Regions from separate parts of the Anser cygnoides genome. Here regions 2 and 3 are each linked to region 1. A link is a contact called in public Hi-C data. All regions are on one chromosome and are shown on one strand. Each heading gives the region's core, a stretch centred on a gene start, on an enhancer-like site or on the middle of the called end of the contact. The rest is flanking DNA. Distances are from core to core; before and after follow the strand shown.

What was found. A called contact is a pair of places that touch in the nucleus more often than the background predicts.
Region 2: a contact with region 1 is called in a Hi-C map of liver, with 4 times the contacts expected there. The contact joins two enhancer-like sites. A contact is called at or near these places in 2 of 7 Hi-C or Micro-C datasets (granulosa cells and liver).
Region 3: a Hi-C map of liver shows a contact between it and region 1, with 2.3 times the contacts expected there. The contact joins two enhancer-like sites. A contact is called at or near these places in 2 of 7 Hi-C or Micro-C datasets (both in liver).

The regions. Positions count from the first base shown.
Region 1 is chr2:153,709,079-153,712,193 of Taihu_goose_T2T_genome, reverse strand. No RefSeq gene overlaps it. Among named protein-coding and RNA genes, the nearest start is that of CYRIB, 340 kb to the left of the region's middle. Within about 2 kb of position 1,368, at least 1 of the 3 cell types and tissues checked has open chromatin away from gene starts, as enhancers often do. A contact at or near this core is called in liver, where this site is marked.
Region 2 is chr2:153,151,044-153,154,043 of Taihu_goose_T2T_genome, reverse strand. No RefSeq gene overlaps it. Among named protein-coding and RNA genes, the nearest start is that of MYC, 19 kb to the left of the region's middle. Within about 2 kb of position 1,608, at least 2 of the 3 cell types and tissues checked have open chromatin away from gene starts, as enhancers often do. A contact at or near this core is called in liver, where this site is marked.
Region 3 is chr2:153,000,420-153,003,500 of Taihu_goose_T2T_genome, reverse strand. No RefSeq gene overlaps it. Among named protein-coding and RNA genes, the nearest start is that of MYC, 170 kb to the left of the region's middle. Within about 2 kb of position 1,375, at least 2 of the 3 cell types and tissues checked have open chromatin away from gene starts, as enhancers often do. A contact at or near this core is called in liver, where this site is marked.

The DNA.
Region 1 (3,115 bases), core at 119-2,618:
ATCAATATTACTATCATAAGACATAATTTATTTATATATATATATTTTATTTTTTTAAGCATGTCTCACAATTTTAGGGACCCTGATTTGAAATTTATGAAAGCTCAGAGTTAACAAGATTATTTCTGCAGTAGAGCCCTTCAGAGTTTAAGACTCTGGCAAGTAAAGCTGGATGGGAAAGAACTGGGTTACTGCTGGCCCTGAATCAAATCATTTTCATGGACACCCAGGCAGGATAACAATAAATGGTGCTTTCAGTGCAATCAGGAAGTGACAAGCAGCAACAACAACTGAATCCAAGTTTTCTGCGGGAAATTCTCACTGCCTTCTCATGTGCAATTCCCTCCACTTTGCAATGAAAGTGATAAATGGCTAAACATTTGTTAGTGATCAAGAGCATGGCTCAGACTGGGCCTACCTAGAACTAAGGACAGGAGATGTCCTGCCTGAACTTGTGACCTTTCTTAACCATGCCTGTGACAGGTTAATTTCCCCCTGTCTTCATGGCCTGACACTAACAAAAGAGGAGAGCTCATGCCATGCTGATCTCTGTTGGAAGGGGAAGAAGGGACCTGAAAGCTGGGTTAAGCACACAAAGCCCTCTGACCTATGTTTTTGGCCACATTTTTGGCTGTAATTCAGGCTGAGAGCTCCTCCCCTCTGTTTGGGAAGAGCTCTGCTCAGGCTATCTGCAGAACAAAGCAAAGTGTAACGCGTTTAGTCCTGCTCAAGCCTGGCTCTATGACATGAGAAAGAGCTTGCCTTTGGGCAACACCATAGAGCAATCCTGGACCACCAGGACATACTGGGAATTTGTGCCAATAAAACATGGAAGCACAGGTTCAGGTTTCCACTTTGAATGATGGGAAATGTGGGATTAAGGGACAAGCCTGCATTGATAGCGTGTTCAGACATTGCTAATCCTCAGATTAGCAGACCTCATATTTTCAAGTACCACAAAAATGTTTAAGGTGTTGGAACACCTCTGTTATAAGGAAAGGCCAAGAGGTCTGGGACTTCAGACTAGAGGAGTCTCGGAGAGGATCTTATTAACGTATATAAATATCTGAATGGAGAGTGCAGAGGATGGAGTCAGACTCCTTTCAGTGGTACCCAGTGCCAGGACAAGAGGCAATGGGCACAAATTGGAATGCAAGAGGCTCTGTGTGAACATCAGGAAGTACATCTTTACTGTGTAGGTGATGGAGCATGGGAACAGGTTGCCCAGAGCAGCTGTGGAGTCTCCCTCCTTGAAGATCTTCAAAACTCATCTGGACATGGTCCTAGGCAACCTGCTATAGGTGGTCCCACTTGAGCAGGGAAGTTGGACAGGATGTCTTCCAGAGGTTCCTTCCAACCTCAGCCATTCTGTGATTCTGTGATTGTGATCTCTTCTCCTCACACCTTTATGTGAGGAGATTTTTGTAGGGGACTAGAGCTTTTGCAGATTGCCAGGTCTATGCAAACCTGACAGAGTTAGCTGGCCGAAAAAAAAAAGCAATGGAGTTATCCAAAACCTTCTGTGCTTTCTGTCTGTATCCATCTTTATCTTTGGAAGTTTTTCCTTCTGAAATATCCAAACACCTTTTTGAGAAAGTCATCTTGTAGCTCATACATCAACACTACTTTTTAAACTATCAGTGAGTTGGTTTTTTTTTGTTGTTTTTTGTTTTTTTTTTTTCTTTGTGTGTGTGTATGTGTTTTTGTTTGTTTGTTTTTGTCTATCTCAAATTCAAAGAACTCATTCAGATTTTGTTTGTGCTTGACTTTAACATTTTGATAATACATCGATTGACAAAGGTACATTGTGTTTACAGAACTTAGAGTGATCTTGATTGAACCTGGTATAACAGAGATCAGAGTTTAGCTTGATATGTAAAAGCAGTAAGTCAAGGCCATAAAGACTTTTTAGTTACAAACAAAATTGTATCCTTGGAATAACCTGTCATATGAGTAAAATTTCCTTTATTTCTTGAGTTCTTATATATGTGCTGTTTGCCATTTATGAGACAAAACAGAGTTGTTATACTTTGTGGTGTGGAGGATTCAGCTTGAGACCTCTTAGAACTGTGATCTGTAGACTGAACATCAACCTCCTGAAAAGCAATGCCCTTTGTGCTTGAGCATGAACATTCAGAAATGGAGATGGGCAACATGCTTAACTGTTTTCTAGTCAGACTCTTCAAGTTGATATTTAACATTTGTGCTTGTCATGAGTTCAACTGAATCCCTGGATTCCCTCTTGGAGAAACAGAAATCCTAACTGTTGTTTGAAAGTCATTATTTATTTGACAAGTTCAGTTGCCACTCATGCCATGGTTCCACATTGTGAATAGCACAAACAGCAGTTCTCATCTTGCTTGGAGCAGGTTCATGATTGTTGAACTCAGTGAAGGAAAAAGTGCAGAATTTATACTGATTTTATGGTTTTATGCCTGTTGCGGGGAACACACGATGCCTCTTCCAGCAAAACATTAAATTTTGTGCAGAGAGAACATTTTGAATAGACCTGAACCAGCAGAATGAGTTTATAGCACCTTTATTATGCAGCTACAGCATTTTTGACTTTGCAGTAGTGAAAACCGAATATGCCATGGAAAGCCGAGAAAGCAAATTCTCAGGCAGTAGTATCCTTTTATGCATGTTTGATAATGGTTTTGTCTCACATTCACCCACTTAGCAGATATTTAGCACTTGAGAAATATTTCAAATAGCAGGGAACTTTTCAAATCATAATTCTACAAAATCGTAAGTATAAATCTTAACTGGTATTACACAGAGCAGTCACTACTGTAGACTCCACTGCCAGTAAGCTCTGTCTGTACTTCAAAAGGACAACCTATGTGGAAGACAAAAGGCAAGAAATAATACGAGAAAATATTGACACTGTGTTCCCTAACAAAAGAAACAAGTCTTATTTTGGAATGGTAGCAGAATCTGGAATAGAAATAACATCTCTTGGAAGTACTTTCCAACTCTTGAGCATCCTATTTAAACCTTTAAACTTCAGGTACCCTTGAGGATAACAGGTCATGAAAGCAGGTAATTCCCTTCAAATTTTCCTCCATCATCAAAGTTCTTAAAAGTAGGTGAGGAATTATTTCCCAGATTTAAT
Region 2 (3,000 bases), core at 359-2,858, 560 kb after region 1:
TGCTTAAGTGCAATTGCCTCTGGTTTGCTAGGAGCTATTGAGCTTGAGTGTTGGGAGACATGGTAGGCAGCCATAACTTCTCTGGATTATCATTTCTTTTATAGGTTTCCACTATGTCAATCTTTGTTGGCATAGTCTCTGAAGGAAACAGATGCAATCTCTTCTATCTCTCCCCATGCTGACGTCTTTCTGCATCACTCATCATCCTCATCAGCTGTTCCTTAACCACCTCTTACCCACAGTTGGAAATTCAAAGCTGGGCCCCTCCCCAGCTGCCTCTTTCACATCCCTTTCTCCCCTCCTCTCAACATCATTGGCACCACTCCCTTTGAAGGTGGACATTGTGATAAGGTTTAGGAGATTGCTTCCCGTTAGGAGGAGGTCACACGGACCCTGCATGTCTGAGGGCTATCTGCTGCCTCTGAAATGGACATGGGGCAGTAACTTCTAGCAGAAAGACAAGGTTAGGTTACTTCAGCATGGAGTTGCCACAGCTTATGAATCAGAGCCTGCAAATACATGCATAAACACTAATTAAACACAATTTAAAAGTGTCTGATATTTATCAAGCTTCATTTAGTTAGGGATCAAAATTATGTTATTGATTAACTACTGAGTTAAGCTACATTTGTGTCATCCTCTAAACCAAACTAAAGAATATCTACCTAAAGGAACTAAATCAATTCTTAGTCAACTTAAGAAAACATTTGATTTAGTGCCACTTATATGTATCCCAGAAAACACAAGTTTGCACTTAAATTATGTCTGAACTGAACTTTCAGAATTTGAATTCACTGCATAACTCAGTTCTTCTGAAAGTCAGAGTTTAGATACTTGGATCTGGCACTTTTCTTCCATCCCTTCAAGAAACAGGAGCCAGCAGTCTGCTTGCTCAGCAGTTTGCAGGGAGTTTTCCAAATCTGGCCAGATGAGGGGGGAGCATCAATGATATCATTGTCAGATTATGTTATAATAGTCGTTTGAAAATGCCTTCAGAGGAACAGAATACAATAGAAATGCTGGAGCAGAGTGGGAATTACAGACCTGGGACTGGGATCTATTGGAAGATACCCAGTATTAGCAGCTTCACGGGAAGGTTACAGCAGACCGTTAGGAGACAATCAATCTCTGTGCAAATGCTGCCTAAATCCCCATAAATTCAGGGATAATTTATACCAGCAAGCATAAGAGGGTTAACTGGGAATATAAAGTATTTTCTAGAGAGGACAAAAAAATAATAACGGCATTTTTTTTTTCCTCAATGACTCCATCTTGCTCTTTGGCACTGTTTCTGTTTTAAATAGGAAAATATTAGCTGTGGACCTGCTGCTACTGCTAATTTTAAAATTAATAGCTCTTTTTTTTTTTTTTTTTTTCCAAGTAGGAACTTTTAACTTCTCAGTAGTCGGTGAGTTATGCGGACCTTGGAGCCAACTGGAGTCTCACTATTTATGCTATGGTAGAGGCTAGAGATCATAATCAGTCTTCCAGGTGCTGTATAGAGAGACAGTCTGCTCCAAATAGCCTCAAAATAGGTGAGGGGTGGAGGGGAGACAACAAAAAGATAGGGGAAAACAGTGTGAGTTCAGGCTGCCAAGCAGGTCGGAGCTGGGAGCGGAAGAACTGACTTCTCTCCTGCATCCTCCATTGCCCTGTGCTCCAGGAGGGGTTTTCCACTGTTTTCCTGGGTGTTGTCTTTGCGTAGTTCAAGCTGATTTCTAACTCATGGCTCTGACATGCCCAAAACTCAGCCGACAGCCTCTTTTCTATGTGTATGTATCCATGTGTGTGCGTGCATGTGTGTGTAGATCCCCTTGGAGATGCCGACCCCGTGAAACAGAAATGCTGCCAGGATTTTCTCTAATGGTACAAAGGACACTACTACAAAAAGTCCTGCTGCTATTTTTATCCTTCATCCAGCTGCCCTCCGTATCTTTCTGTTTGTATTTTCCTCTTTTAGTAGACAAACCTTATCAGCAGGTGAAAGGTGGGGGCTGGATCTGGGAATAAACACCTCAATAAAGCTGACTGCAGAGCTTTAGGTTGGCTGCGGGGGTGGCAGTGGGGAATTCTTCCTCCAGAGCCTAACTTTGACCATAAACTCTAGTTCCACTTAGTAACCTAAATTGCCTCAATTTTGTCCAGCTTCCCCACTTCACTCGTATAAAGAGCGATAAAGGAAGACAAGGGTGAAATAACCTCTAAATAAAAGATGAGGTAATTTTGAAGGCACATTAGACTTTTATGTGTATTATGGCTTTTTATATAAGCCCACTGAGGGCTGCAGCATCTCCAGTATGGAGCTGTCACCTGGTGTTTTCCTCTTTATGGCAGTTTGCATAAAATGGAAGCGCCTCTGATGCAAATTGCTCAGAATTCCTTGCTGACTTTCTGGGGTGGGGAGGGAGGTGCACTGAGGGAGACGGTTTTGTTGTTGTTGTCTTCCCTTTTCCTCCAACATTAGCCATCCTTCTCAAAGGAAATAGAAAGGAACCATCTGCATACATATCAAAGATCTCACTGAGCTGAAAGAAGGTGTTGCCCAAGCAATCTGCTGAACTGAATGTACTGGGATTGATGTGGGTGAAATTCTGGCTGAAATTCAGCAGTTGGTGTTATACTGCCTGGATGATCCGAAACATCTGAACCATTCATAGTGAGATTAGTGCCGGTATGGATGCTATAAAATTCCACAAGTGTAAAAGTCTATTGGTCTGATATCTTACAAGTTTTAGAGTTTCATTTTACATTGGCTGAAAGAGAATATTTTTTGCAAGGATTGCTGACTAGGGAATCTCTAATTTGCCTCTTTTCTCCTTCCTTTTCTCTCTTGGTTGGAGAAGGAGCTGATGTGCTTGTGGCAAAGAAGAGTGTGAAGCTCTGGCATAGGGCAAAGAGGCCAAATGCAGTGAAAGCATGCTGCTAGCCATGGTATGAACTACTCTGCAGGCCAGGCTATGCTTCTGCTCCTCTCTCCTTTCCCTGAAGGGCACAGGGTAG
Region 3 (3,081 bases), core at 126-2,625, 710 kb after region 1:
GCCATCAACTAGACCTAGAACCATCTAGAGCCTCTAGGTAACTAACCTGAATTTTTACTGTGAAAACTCAAAGAGCTACCTGAATAGATAGATACCTGAAGAAGGACATCCTCAGAGCCTCAGAAGCTAAGGATTTCTTTGTGGAGCTCCCAGAAAACTCACATTTTCCCTGTAGATCTCTCTTGAAGGTTCCAATCTGCAGTAATTCTATGCTCGTTGTGATTCCTCACTTGATGGGACCTTTATGTAAGTTCAGTTGGTCATGTTCTCCTTTGTACTAAAAATCTCTGAACGTGAAATGGAGCTGGAAAGTGAAATCAGACTTCTCTTTCCCTAATTCAGTGATTCAGTGACCCATTCCTTTTCTACATTTCCTTTATTTTCTTCTTTCCTCCTTCTAATGGACAGAATATTTTATTTTTAATTACTTTTTTTTTTTCCCCAACATATGATTGTTTCCACAGGTATGTCTGGAATAAAAGTGCTATCCAAGATCCCCATTAACCATGGTCCTGAGTGCACCATGCATGAGGTGGGAAATGTAAGCCCTCTCAGACAGGTGGAAGTACTCTCTGAACAGTAGATGAGAAGAAGCACCAAAGCTACTGAGGAAATGGATGTTTTTCTGAACAGTTTTGCTGAGAACTGTGTAGCTTCATTTGACTTTGTTTTTGTTTTTAAAGGACAGTGTTTATTTGGACAAGTTATATGTTTGGCCTTCCAAGGACAAACAGATCATTGGAGACGTGAATGGTCTGAGTGCTCATGGCCTTTTCTAATGGTACTATGGTGAAGTGATCTGGCAGTTTTGCCACTTGTGGAGTTCTTTGCTCTCTAGGTCACTGGCACAAAGAGTAGTTCTGATGTCAACACAGAACAAAGTTCCCTGTGATCAGCTGCCTGTTTGCTGTGAATTCACCTATGGCTGAAGTTCTACTTAAGAGCAGAAGGAAGTCCAGTACAGCACTCTTGTTTCTCCAGTGTAAATCTGTAACAAGCCTTCTCCTATGCAAAAATAATGGGCTTGTCCACATGGAATGCTCTTTCTGTCATGATTCTAGGCAGCCTGAATGCTGAATACCCAGTTTTCTTGATCAGCAAGGAGAAGCCTGTTTAAACTATTTTTATTGAGCAAACAACTATCCTGCTCACATTATTAGTGACTGTCACAAATTAGTGACATCTGGCTTGGCTTCCCATATTGCACAACTCTGCACTGACTTCACTATTTTTTATTTAGCTAAAGCATGCATTGACTATAAGAAACCAAGAAAGAGCTAGTCTGTCTTTTCACTTAGGAGTGCCTCCCAATGGTTAAATTTCCCTGTCAGGTCTTTCAAAGCTCATCTTCTGTCTGAGCAAGCAGCTAGGCAAGCTTTCAGCACCTCACAGCAGTGCATTTTCTGTGACTTTCACAGAATTTTGGTGGCTCTTCTCTTTACCCTCCATACATTTTCTTTACATTTATTATCTGAACTGTGAGCAACAAAACTAGATAGTGTGCTCCAGCAAAATCGTTTCCAAACTCCACAGTTTGCTTTTTTTTTTTTTTTTGCTAAGCTGTGGAGTTCTTCCTATCATGATACAATTTTAAACTTTTATTGTCAAATGCTGAAGTAGATTCTGTTGTATAAATATAGTTCATAATTTTGTTTTCTCTTTGAGGCAGAAATTACATCCATAAGAAATAGCCAAAGTATTTATAGCAAATAACTTATTTCATTAATTTTATTCCATCTATTTTTTTTTTCTGTGTATTTGTTTACAACTTTGGAACTGATTGTTGCATATTTTATGCATGAATATTTGAATCCATTTGTTGTGCATAGACTGTGCCAACTGTGTCTCTGGCCGTTCTGTTCTCTTGTTCAATGTAGTTGGCATTTTTAAATGAAAAATTGACACTGTCAGGGACTGCATACTGAATCAGACAGACCTTTGCTCTGATCTGCTGTAATCATCCTTCTATTTGTGTGTATCTACCCTTTGTAAAAAATAAGTCAGAAGTAAAACTTTGTGATATTGAGTTGTTTTAAGAAACTTTTAATAGTTAGGAAAAAATGTAGATGTACCCCAAATAGTTATTATCTGAATAAAATGTTTCTGTTCTTTGAAACATAACTTTTTAGTTCAAAATTTCAATAAATTAATATGAAATATTTGTTTAAGGAAATCAGTAATGGAAATTTTGAAGATTTTTGCTTTTTGTCATGTTTAGGGCAGGGATAAGCCACGCAACACCAGTTGTTCCAGAGACATGACTGGTTTTGGGAGTCTTCCTTCTTTGTGCATATGGCCAAAACTGTCACATACAGAAGATGAGAAACAGATTTCAGCAAAGCTACATTAGCCTTTGTGTGATAATATATTTGAGAGCCTCTGGGAAGAAAAAAAAAGTAAAATAATGTTCCTAAGAACTTTCAAAGGAAATTTAACAGGTATTAAAGAGATTAAAAAAAAATATAATAATTTTCAACATTTTTAAGAAAGAAATAAATTGAGTGAACACTTACTTGTGGAACCATTTTCCAGCTCTAGCATTTTTATTCATGTTAGGAAAAATCCTGAGGCCACTGCCAGAGGTGTAAGATGTTTTTTATAACTAAGATGCTGCTTTCAAAGAATTATGATCAATACCTGGATCTGTTTCCTGCTTTCTGGCCTTGAGTAGGTCACCTAAGCTCTGTACCTCATATTCTTTTTGTAGGGAGGAAGTTTAACATTTTCTGCCTCCTGCTCCTCCCCACCCCCCCACCGTTTTTTTTTTAACCATACATTCTGAGAGAAGGGAGGCCCAGATTTATCTTACCTATCTTTCAGCCCTTCAGGTGCCTAAGATATTTATGTATTGACAAGAAAGAGAAGCTTTTCCACACAGCAACTCTGGCTGACAAATGTCCGAATCACCCCACATAGTGCCCCATTGATTATAGAAGAAGCCTCTAGTGACTTTAGTCCTAAATGAAACATCTCAATTAAACGTCTCTTGTAAGGCAGATGAATCCGGGATGGACTATCTTTTATTAATAAACACTGCGTCTCACAGAATGGCCCTATCTCTGCAGGGGCTGCAAGTGAAAT